3 separate regions of the Oryctolagus cuniculus genome follow, and all the other regions are linked to region 2. Evidence: chromatin contacts called from public Hi-C and Micro-C data. All regions are on one chromosome and are shown on one strand. Each heading gives the region's core, a stretch centred on a gene start, on an enhancer-like site or on the middle of the called end of the contact. The rest is flanking DNA. Distances are from core to core; before and after follow the strand shown.

Region 1 (3,650 bases), core at 92-2,591, 65 kb before region 2:
GCTGAAAGGCAGAATTACAGAGCAGGGGGAGTGGGGAGAGAGGTCTTCCATCTACTGGTTCATTGCCCAAATGGCTACAACTAGCAGAGCTGGGCTGATTCGAAACCAGCAGCATCTTCTCCGTCTCCCATGCGGGTGCAGGGACCCAAGCACTTGGGCCATCTTATGCTGCTTTCCCAGGCCATTAGCAGGGAGCTGAACTGGAAGTGCAGCAGCTGGGACTCCAACAGGTACCCACACGGGATGCTGGCGGCAGCGTCCCAGGCAGCTCGCTTTGCCTGCTATGCTACAATGCTGGCCCCTACTTTTTGTTTTTGACTCGAGGTGCCCAGTGTGGGAGGAAGAGGTGTCAACCACCCCCCCAACCCAGGGGAGAGTAACTTTCACTTCTTCCTAATGGTAAGTGGCTGCAGAGTGGGTTTGAACTCGTAGCATTTTGCTTTCTTCCTCCTATTGATCTCGCCTCATACTCTGGATGAAGTGTGCACTGAGCAAAGAAACCCAATGGCAACACATGGCTCCTTCCTCTCCATCTCCCCCAAAACCCTCAAGTGACATTCTGTTCAAATAGCCACCAAAGTGTCCTGTCCTTGATGGAGCTCTTGTGTGTGAGAAAAAGATATTAAAATGGGTGACTGTGGATCAGCCAATAGAAGTCCCTGTGGGCTCAAGCTCTGTTCTCAGTGAGGACCTAAATATGCAGGCTAGGCACCGCCGGAAACAAGCTCATATGGAGCTTTGGGGGCAGCAGAGCACGTGAAGGTAATTTTGCCATTTTTCTTGGCATAGCAGCAGCCGATGCATATTGTTTTGAAGAGTGGATTCTGAAACCAAAAGCAAAAACAGATGTTTGAAATACATGGTATCCTCCCCTATTTCTGCGGTGAGAGAGCCAAACTCATACCAAGGGGCAAGAAGCAAACTAAGAACTACACTGGCCTCCGCTGGGCACTTTGCTGGATGCTTGACCAATATCGTTTCCCTAAACTCCCACAATCCCATAACATCTCTATTCCAGAGAGGAAACCAAGGCTAAGACTCCACCTGTAAAGTAACAATCCCCATATTCAGCACTTTAAACATGCGCACAGAGCGACTCAGCTAATCCTAGGTGACGAGGCCGAAGGAACTGGCTGTTAAATGACTTGCCCAAGGTCACAGAGCTGGCGAGCAGAACAGCAAGAATTCAAACCAAGGCATGCAGACTCCAACATCTTAGTCACTGGGCCACGCTGAAAATTTACTGCCTGAGTTTCTGTTTCACTTTGCCACATTCCAGGTGTCATTTCTCCGGCATAGGGACCACCTCTCGTACCTCACTGAGTCATCAGTACTGGGAGTCATCAGTCACTGAGTCTGGTGTGATGTGTCCATGGCTGGGAGCTCCTCACTGCCAGTTCCACTGCCCTGCCCAGGCCTCCAGTCTGGCTCCTTCCACCTCAGGCCCCAAGCGAGCCCTGACCAGCCTGTGCCTGTCCGTGCTGGGAATGTGCGAAAGCAGAGTGCAGGGCAGAAAACAGTCCCACCAGCAGGTCAGACTCCTTTCCTCCTTATTCCCAATCCATGAGGGAATGAACGCAAGCCAAGTTGGCTGCCACTTCCTGCTCCATCCTAGCGAAAAGCCCCATCAGGCAAGGCTCAGCAGTGACTCCACAAGCTGCCACCAAGCAGCAGAGCAGCATGGCAGAGGGTATCCACACCCAGCCTTGCCCTGCAGGTCAAGGGCAAACCCTTGGGCCTGCCACTCCAGGCCTCTCCCAGGCTCTAGCCTACCTCTGGGTAGACCTGTTCTCCCGCTTCCCTACCATCTACCCTCACCCAAGGCTCCCACTACTCAGTGTGTTAGTTCTTCAACAAACGCCTGGTGAGCACTCACCATACGCCAGGCCCTGGAGGAGCTGGAGACATGCACAGGGTCCCTGCCCTCTTGGGGCTCGCCCACCCCTCCTCACCTGAAGAAAACACTGGCTGTCCTCCAGGATCAACTCACACGCCTTCCTCGCAAGCCCTCGGAGCCACTCAGGTGACAGGGAGCTTACAGTGCATATCAAAGTCACTTCAAATCTTTCTCCTTTTTTTAATTTTTTTAAAAATTTATTTGACAGAGTTAGACAGTGAGAGAGAGAGAGACAGAGAGAAAGGTCTTCCTTCCGTTGGTTCACCCCCAAATGGCCGTTACAGCCAGAGCTACGCCGATCCGAAGCCAGGAGCCAGGTACTTCCTCCTGGTCTCCCATGTGGGTGCAGGGCCCAAGCACTTGGGCCATCCTCCACTGCCTTCCTGGGCCACAGCAGAGAGCTGGACTGGAAAAGAAGCAACCGGGACAGAATCTGGCGCCCCAACCGGGAGTAGAACCCAGTGTGCGGTGCCGCAGGCAGAGGATTAGCCTAGTGAGCCGCGGCGCCGGCTGAACTGTATCTTTCTAAAACAAACTGAGTTGTTTTTCGTTTTTCAACCATTAGGGTACTCTAAGCAATGTTGCAGCAGAACAAGGAAAGGAGCTACTGGTACATCCTAAATTCCATCAACCACAGACCTCAAAGCCTTTGGCTTAGACTCAACCTAGGTCCTTGGAAAGCCCAGTGCACAATCGGACCTGGATATACATACAAACCTGGACACTGGTCACCAAGCCAGTGAAAGAGTCTCCTTTTCCTAACATTCCCAAAATATCAAGTAGGTTCACAGGAAGAATGAACTTGCCCCCTCAGCCCCAATGCCTATTTCTGATGTCCTTGTCACGATCTGTCTACAACCCAGATGCTCTGGTGGCATTAACTTGACACCTATCTTCACTGAGAAACACAAACTTCTCAATCATTCCATTTAACAAACCCAAACCAGCAAGAGCTGAAAGACAGGCACAAACTCTTGTATCAGCTATTCCTAAAGGAAACAGGGAGAACAGCCAGCATTCTAAGGGGAGGGAGACTCTTCTTGTTAAATGCAATTTATGAACCCACAGCCTAAGACCTCAATTTCCTTCCTTCCCCTTTCATTTCAGTAGCTGAGATTATTTACTTACTCCTAAACGAAACAGACAGCACATACCAGCATATACTTCGTTACAGCTGTGCTTTCTACAGAGGTCAGATCAGGTCAGGGGCTGGACAGGGGTATAATCCTTTGTCCTCTGGAAAGGGGCTGATTCTGTATAGTGAGCAATCAAAAGGAGCAAACACCCGAGAGCAAACTTCTGAGCAGGGCTCCCCAGGGCAAGCAACAAGCTTTTCCACAGCTGAAGCCAACCTGGGCAGCCCACATGGGTCCATCAGTCCTGGGCCGAACACTGACAGGAACCTTCTAGAGCTTTCCATTCAGACTCAGGTGGTGAGACCCTAAGGAGGGACCTACATGGGTGGGTGAGATCACTGGGACCCATCTACCCAAAGCAGTCCCTGTACTTACCCAGTATCCTACAGCTCCTACCCACACTCACCTGTGGCCGGAAATCATGAAAGGAGGGTGGCTTACAAGCTCGTCAGAGATGGCTCCCATGTCCAGCCTGACACGTGCCAAGCGCGAGACCTAGCAGCGCCACAGGAACCTTTCCCATCCCAGACTCTAGAAACCCTTGGCAGATTCTGGAGGCTTGGGAGGCATATTCTAGTTCTAGCCATGTCAAGGCAAGAAAGGGGCTGGAGACCAGC
Region 2 (3,598 bases), core at 53-2,552:
CGCCGGGGCGGGGTGCGGCGGGGGAGGGCCGGGGCGCCGCCGCCGCCGCCGCCTGAGGAAGCACGAGAGGAGACAGAGGGGGAGTTGGTTATCCCGGGCGGGAGCCCGCCGCCGCCGCCGCACCCGCCACCCGGGAACAGGCAGACCTGGAGACGTGCGTCCCGCGAACCTGGCGCAGCAGACGCCGCCCCCTGGCCAGGCCGCTGGGGAGACGCGAGCGAATGGCCGGCCGCGCACGGGGCAGCCCCCTCCCCCGCCGCCGCCCGATCTGCGGGTCTCTCCCGGGCTAGGTGGCGGGGCGGGGGAGGGGCGGGGGCCGGGCCGGGGGAGGGGCGCGCCGCGCCTTTAAAGCGGGCCGCGGCCGGAGCTGGCGCAGCCGAGCCGCGGTCGGAGCCGGAGCGGGCGTGCGTTTGTTTATGTTTCGCTCCGGCCCCGCTCAAGTGCCTCCCGCGGCGGCGGCGCCGCCAAAGTCTGTGGCGTCTTCCGCGCTCCGCTCCCGTTCCCCTGCCCTGCCGCCTCCGCGACTCCCTGCCGCCGCCCGCCCGGCCCCGTGGCCCGAGCCCCTACTCCCTTCTTCGCCCTGGGGCCGGGAGGGCGACTGGGGGAGCCGGGGTCTGGGCGCAGGCGGGCCTTGCCACTTCCAAGATAGGGGGTAAAAAAAAAAAAAAAACGGAAAGAAGGGGGACAGGCAACACCCGCGGGTGCTCTCCGGGGGTCCAGCCAGGCGGGAACGGCCACTTCGGGGTTCGGGTGGTTTATTCTCCCGGGGGACGCCGTGCCCTCCGCCCGCTGCCCGGGTCGGGGACGCAGGGAGGGGGCGAGGCGCAGCGTAAATCTTCCAACAGGTCGGGAAGCGCCAAGTCTCCCGGGCGGCCAGAAAGCTCGGGCCAGCGCGTTCATCACCTCCTTGCTCCCGCTGCTGCCATCTTGACAGTTTCCCCCCTTCCCTCAAGTCCTTTAAAAAACACTAGCGGGAGCGAAGGGGGGCGCGCACACCGAGGGGAAAACGGGAAGCGCCTGGCCCCGCTCGGAAGCAGATCCGGAGTCACCGGGAAGGCGGCCGCCCCGCTGCACAGCTCCGGCGCCTACCTCGGTTCCTTCCCTTCAGGGACGAGGCGGGAGGACGCACAATCCCGCGCGGGCCCGGGGCACGGCGAGGAGGGGGCGCGCCACCCGGGCGAAGGAGAGGCGCTCGGGCCGCCGCCGCAGCCCGCCCGAGGAACCGCCTGTCAGCCTGCGCGCCGCAGCCGCCGCCGCCGCCTTCCACATTCCTCCTCCTCCCTTCCACGAGCAGGGCGGCCGCGGCAGCAGCACAAAGTTATAGACACACGCAGGGAGCCTCAACCTAGGCTGACGGCGGGCGGGCGGACGGGTCCCCGCCCAGGGGGAGGGCCGGGGCGGGGGCCGCGGGCGCTCCGGCGTGTGCGCGCGCGCGCGCGCGTGTGTGGGGGTGTGTGTGAGAGGGATCGCGCGCGCCTGCGCGTGGGCGCCGGGGCGTGCGCGCGCGTGCTCCGCGGGCCGGGGAGCCGAGGGCTTCCGCCGCTGGCCCTGCCGGGCGCCGCGACAACAAAGCGCGGCGTTGGCTCGCCTGAGGCGGGAGAGGGGAAGGCGCGCGGAGCCACGGACGCCCCGCAGAACCGGGCGAAGTCCCGGCCACCGTGGGGAGTGGGGTGGCGGGGTCCCTGGCCTGCGCGCGCGTCCTCCCGCCGGGCTCTGGTGTCGGATCCCGCAGCGTTAGAACCGGACGCCAGGTAACATCCGAGAGAAGGTGCTGACCGCGGAGGGCCGGGGTCGCCTCGGCGTGGACGTTGCTGTCTGCGACACTTTGATAGATGCGTCCGATTCGATCAGGCTCCCAGGGTTTGCCCTGGGTCCCCCCCCGTGTGGACGCTGAACTACAATCGTCTCCCTTTTTCGTGGATTTCATAGCAGACGGGGGGGGGGGGTGCTTTAACTGAGGAAGAAAATCAAATTATCCCCCGGTTCTCGACGAAAGAGAAGCCTCCGAACAACCGAGAAGGGGGAGCAATTTTATTCTGATTTCACGGCAAAACTTCCAGTTGCGCACTTCTGACGTCTATTTTGGCTTTAGGCGTAACAGAATACCTCCACAAGTCCTCATCCCGTGATGCCTGCCCCAAATCGCTCGTTTATGCCCTAAGAATGCACAACACGCCACATGCACGCCAAACGCCTGTCCGCTTCGGTTCACAAATAGCTTGCTGGGAAAATTGCAGTCGCCGGAGCGCCCGCGTTTCGCTGTGTGGCTGCGGCCTCCGCCACACCAGCCGGTGCACGGGAACGTCCAGCCCGGGTTCCGCCGGAGTCCGCCCACCCCGCCGGCTCCGGGCTCCGGGCTTTGCGCAGCGCCCGTCACTCAAGTGACGCGCGGCCCCGCCCCTGCGCCAAGCTAGTTCGACGCGTACAAACAGATGATGTCATCGTCTCCACACGCGCGTGACCCCGGAGCGCTGCGCCGCGTCGCCATTCGCTGCGCCGCTGACTCGTCAAGGCACGCCGCGCGCTGAGTGGCCGCGGGGGCCAGTCTCCAGGCCCCCCGACGCCCCTCTCGGCTCGCCATCCGTCCTGCCCCCGCCCCCGGCAAATAATAAACAATCGAGTAAAAATTCTAAGAAGTGCGGAGATAAAGAGAGGGTGGCCCCCCGAAGCCACTGCTGCGCACGACGCAATGGCAGCGTTAAAGAGGGAAGGGGGCACGTGGGAGCGCCAAGCTGAAGGGCCAAGGGAGCGGATCCGCGCGGTGGGTCCCGCCGCCCTGAGGAGACGTCGCGGGAGCAAACTTGGACGAGCGCTCCGCCGCGCGCGGCCGGCGCTAAGGCCCGGGAGCCGACGAGCTCGGGCCCGGCGCGCCGAGGGGGCGGAGCCTGAGCGGCGGCGGAGCCGCGCGGGCGGAGCTGGGCGACACGTGCGAGGGCAGGCCGGGCGCGCGCGGCCGCAGTTCGCCCGGGCGCGCGCTTGTTTACCAGCGCACGTGGGTGTTATTTTTAAATGGAATGTGGTGCTGGCCGGGCTGCCGCGCGTAGGGCGCGTAGGGCGCGTGGGGCCGCCCGCGCTAGCTGGGGGACGCGGCGGCACCCGCGCCGCGGCCTCTGCGGGCGCTGCTAAGCCGGACGGCGAAGCTGTCTCCGTGCGTGTTGCCAGCGGCCCCGGCCCTGGAGCCCGATTGCCGAGTTTCGCGCGCTGCCGGAGCGGCCGCCGAGATGACGGGTTCCCGCCTCGGAACGCCGCCTTCATTCTTCCCGTGCTTGGCTCCCCCGCATTCCACACTCTGGGAACAAAGCCGCCCGCCGTTGCGGGGCTGGGAGGCGGCGCTGGGCGGACCCCGCAGCTGCAGGTTCTGGAGCTGTGTTCACGCACGCACGCTCGCCCTCTCAAACGCGTTTCTGCTACTTTGGGTGTCCCTGCGAAGTCTGGGGGGACAAGGGGGGGAAGAGATCTGCTTCATGGGATTGCGCCTCAGCCGGAGGATCCTCTCTGTGGGCCTGCCCCGCTGAGATCCCGAGTTTGTATTCGGTTTACAGTGTGGACAGTGGTGCGAGATCACAGCTGTCAGCTCCAAGTGCCAGTGTTCTGGACG
Region 3 (3,591 bases), core at 621-3,120, 110 kb before region 2:
TGCCCTCCCAGGGAAACCTCTTCAGTGCCCACGGGTTGGGCTGGCAGCAGCCAGGGCCCAGGGGCAGCTCTCACAAGGGACTGACGAATACAGAAACTCCCACTCCCCGGAACGGGACGCCGACTGGCTTGGTCTGCGGTGGAAGGGAAACAGTGACAGCATCAAGGAACCGGCTACACACCTGGGCAGAAACACAGGTACCCTCCTGGGCGGAACACCCGTGTCACCAGTTCACCACGAAGGGCCTGGGCAGTAAGAGGATGCTGGGGAGGGCAGCACCTCACCTGTCTCCACGTGTTCACCCACTCAAATCAGGGACGGGGAAAGCAGTGGGAGCACATCAAGTGGTGGAAGCAGCCACTGAGCTGGGAACTCAGGGATCTTTAGCGTGGGGACAAGATTCATGGATTTTAAGGACGCTCATGTCATCCTCAGAACACTGTTCAGAGTCTGATGTGTCTGTTAACTGTGAGGTTTGCGTGTCTATGTTGATACCCTTCTGGCTAACAAACCCATCAGATGAAGTAGAACTTTTGGAAGGAAACGCACGTGTAGTTGGTGCAGTAACAGCTGTCCCTCTGCACCGATCAGCAGGGAGCAAGACAAGGCTGCCCTGTCTCCTGAGTGGCTTCCACCCCCTCCCCCACTGCCTGCCCCACAACTGAGTCTGAGATCAGAGGCCATGCAAACAAGGGGGCCTGGTCTAAAAATACCCGGCTGTCATCTGGTCTCTGGCGAGAGTAAGGCCCTCTGTAACCTTGGCATCTGGGGGGAAGACAAATTCCTCCTTAATGATCACCACTAAATCACATGACGTTCTAAGAGGGAAACGCCTCCGAAAACTCCATAAAACCTAACAACCCCGATCAACTTTAATCTGGGAATAAAACATAAATGTTCCTGCTTGCTGTCCTCCCACAACTTAATTCCATTGTGTAACATTTAGATTTTCCAGTAGTCTTTTTATCCTCTTGGCAGAAAAGAAAAGAACAAGACCCCAGTATGAAATATGAGGTGGAAGGGAAAAAAAAGAGACAGCAGGATGAAGCCCTCGTATCTACAAACCCATGGAGATTATCCACTGTTGCCCTAGTTTGAATTAAGAAATGTTTGGAGGCAAGTTTGGCTAAAAAACAAAATTAAAGTGAAACACCATTCTTTTCATTCTTAAAAAAAAAAAAAAAAAAGTCAAACTTGCGACCCGTCGGGCAAGCTGGGGACTACACACGGAACATTTAGGATAGAAAAGGAACCCATGCTCATTCAGTTGGGCTGGGAACCCTCATGTGGTGTTCCCAGAACAGGTGTGGGTTTCAGGCTTTGAATGTTCCCACCTGAGCACACAGCAAAGCAATGCCTGCCGGCTACCATCTCTACGCTTGCTTCATTCCGAGGAGGATTCAAGGGAGCCGGGGACAGACGGACAGACACACACAAACCCATCATGGGCCGCAGTTGTGTCCCAGCATCACCACGGCCTTTGCAATTGGTGCTACCCTGGGAGAACCGTGGTTGCTCCTGGTGCTGAGCGTGGAGGCCAGCATCAGAACGGCAGCGGTCCCCGTGCTGCATCTTCACGGGAGAACACAGCACTCTGGGCTCATCGGCTCGGTTCCGGTATCTTTCAGGTCGGAACAGGTGATGAAGAGGAGCCGGGGAAGTTCACTGATGGCAGCAGGCCAGCTGCTGAAAAGCCAGCCCTCGGCCTGAGAGGCAGGCCAGAGAGAAAGCCTTAGGAGGGGAAGCTCTATAAAAACGCACTTTGGCAAACGCTGCCCACTTGCCATCTCAGGTACTGAATAGTTTATGAGGGAAACAGAACAGGTAGGGAAGCCTCAGCCCGGCTAGAGGCTGAAAAACCAATCTCCAAAAGGAAAGTTAATTTTCAGGAAACCTGGCCTGCCCGTGGTCCTTTCTTATGGAGATAGCAAGGTATGAGAGTGAGGCTTATAACGCAAAGTTCTTAGTGGCAAAGGTGACAGCTGGGACAATACAAGAAAGGCACTCACCTAGATACACTACTACAAAATTAAAAAATAAAACCAAAAAAACTACACTTAGTTTGCGTAAAAGGGAAGCTTGCCTAGCAGAAGCGCCGTCTGTGGCCCCTCCCAGGAGCTCCAGTGGGCCTGTCTGGGCAGGTCGGCCACGGGCCGCTCCGCAGCCTTTGTCTCTAGCACACTTGAAAGCCTGAGAGCTGTGCAGGGACCTGCGAGAGGCCCCGGCTTCCAGCTTTCCTGCTGCCCCAACCCTAGTGACGACTGAAGGATAACGGAACTCGGAAGTCCTGCCTCTGCCTCTACATGGGGTAGAAACTATTTTGGCTAACATTCTTCACGTAGTCAGCATAACCATGGAGGCCGATGTGGCAGAGACGGGACAAGCATCTATCTATAGTCATTAGTAACGTGGTAGAGATTTTATATTTTTCTGAAGATTTGCAGGTCTTCAAACCACAGAGAACAGTATGAGGACTTTTGGGTTATTGTCTTTCAAAGAACCCTTTTTAAGGCAAAAGCCTTTATGTGGGGTTTGGATCCTCTTTGGCCTCATTGTTAATTTAACTTTAATTATAATCTCCAAAAACGTGAGCTGGCAAAGACCTGGGGGATCGAGTCCCGCAGTTCTCACCCACCCTTTCTGTCCCCCAGGACTGGGAAGGAGCCTCTGTTCACCGGGTGGGTCAGGCTCAGCTCCACCGCTGGACCGCTCTGGTCCACACCTGTGTGAGGTATGTTCTTCCAGCCCCACCCTCAGTAGGCTGTCCTCTGCTGAACTCCTCTGCCATGCACCTGACGCCTAATTACACAGGGCCCAAGATGGCTACTTCCTCCTGGGCTTGGAGCTCCTGACAGGTAGACCTCCTTGCCAGCGAAGTCTTCAAATCGAACCAGTGACTTCTGGAGCACCCGCTGCTCTCAGAGCCCTGTCCCGGGCATGGCGTGTGCCTTCAAAGCAGCACTTAATCCAATCAGGGAAACAAAAAGGTTTCCTGATGTCCCAAGCAGCTTGGAAAGTTCAAAGTGCAAAACTAGATGCATGGTAAAAGCTGGCAGAATAACTGAAGTTTCCTCCTAGAAGCGCCTGCTCTTCTCCGCCAATTTCCATACGCAGCATCTTTCTGGTGCTACTGCTTCCATGATCCACTCACATCTTAACTAAGTCCTGGCAAAACCTACTGTCTGTGGGACAAGACCTAGGATTTGTCATAGTTCTTATGGGGTTAGGTGGGTGGGTGGTAGAAATGATTACGTTTCTAGGACTCCTATGTTTTAAAAGATGACAGCACCCCAAGGTGTAATTTTAGTAACAACTAATTCTCCCATCCTGTCTGCACATCCCACTGCATACCCCCACTTTATGTCCAGCCCCCAAATTAAGAGCCGTACTTGCTGCCACTAACAAAGTTATTCCCTATTTAAACACAAAGGGGAACTGAAGTCTAGGAGGAAACACAGCCGCAAACCCGTGACCTGAATGTGACAACGTGTGTGTCCCCTGGGTGTAACCCTGCCTTTCATGACTCTTCACTGCGTCATCTACTGGGGTGTGGGCAGTGGAGAGGGTAAATGATGGGACTGTGCAGGCCAG

The links. Hi-C and Micro-C count contacts between places; a contact is called where the count stands out from the background.
Region 1: a contact with region 2 is called in a Hi-C map of an unstated tissue, with 2.4 times the contacts expected there. The contact joins the enhancer-like site here to the promoter of FOXO3 in region 2. A contact is called at or near these places in 2 of 6 Hi-C or Micro-C datasets (psoas muscle and an unstated tissue).
Region 3: a contact with region 2 is called in a Micro-C map of ear pinna, with 2.4 times the contacts expected there. The contact joins the enhancer-like site here to the promoter of FOXO3 in region 2. A contact is called at or near these places in 4 of 6 Hi-C or Micro-C datasets (ear pinna, liver, psoas muscle and 1 more).

Annotation. Positions count from the first base shown.
Region 1 is chr5:62,780,605-62,784,254 of mOryCun1.1, forward strand. The region is part of intron 2 of FOXO3 (forkhead box O3); the gene reads right to left. Among named protein-coding and RNA genes, the nearest start is that of FOXO3, 64 kb to the right of the region's middle. Within about 2 kb of position 1,342, at least 2 of the 8 cell types and tissues checked have an H3K27ac peak or open chromatin away from gene starts, as enhancers often do.
Region 2 is chr5:62,845,549-62,849,146 of mOryCun1.1, forward strand. FOXO3 (forkhead box O3) reads right to left here and starts at 1,303. Exons shown (of 4, transcript XM_051854457.2): 1 at 1,090-1,303; 2 at 1-52.
Region 3 is chr5:62,739,606-62,743,196 of mOryCun1.1, forward strand. All of the region lies in intron 3 of FOXO3 (forkhead box O3), which reads right to left. Among named protein-coding and RNA genes, the nearest start is that of FOXO3, 110 kb to the right of the region's middle. Within about 2 kb of position 1,871, at least 1 of the 8 cell types and tissues checked has an H3K27ac peak or open chromatin away from gene starts, as enhancers often do. A contact at or near this core is called in ear pinna, where this site is marked.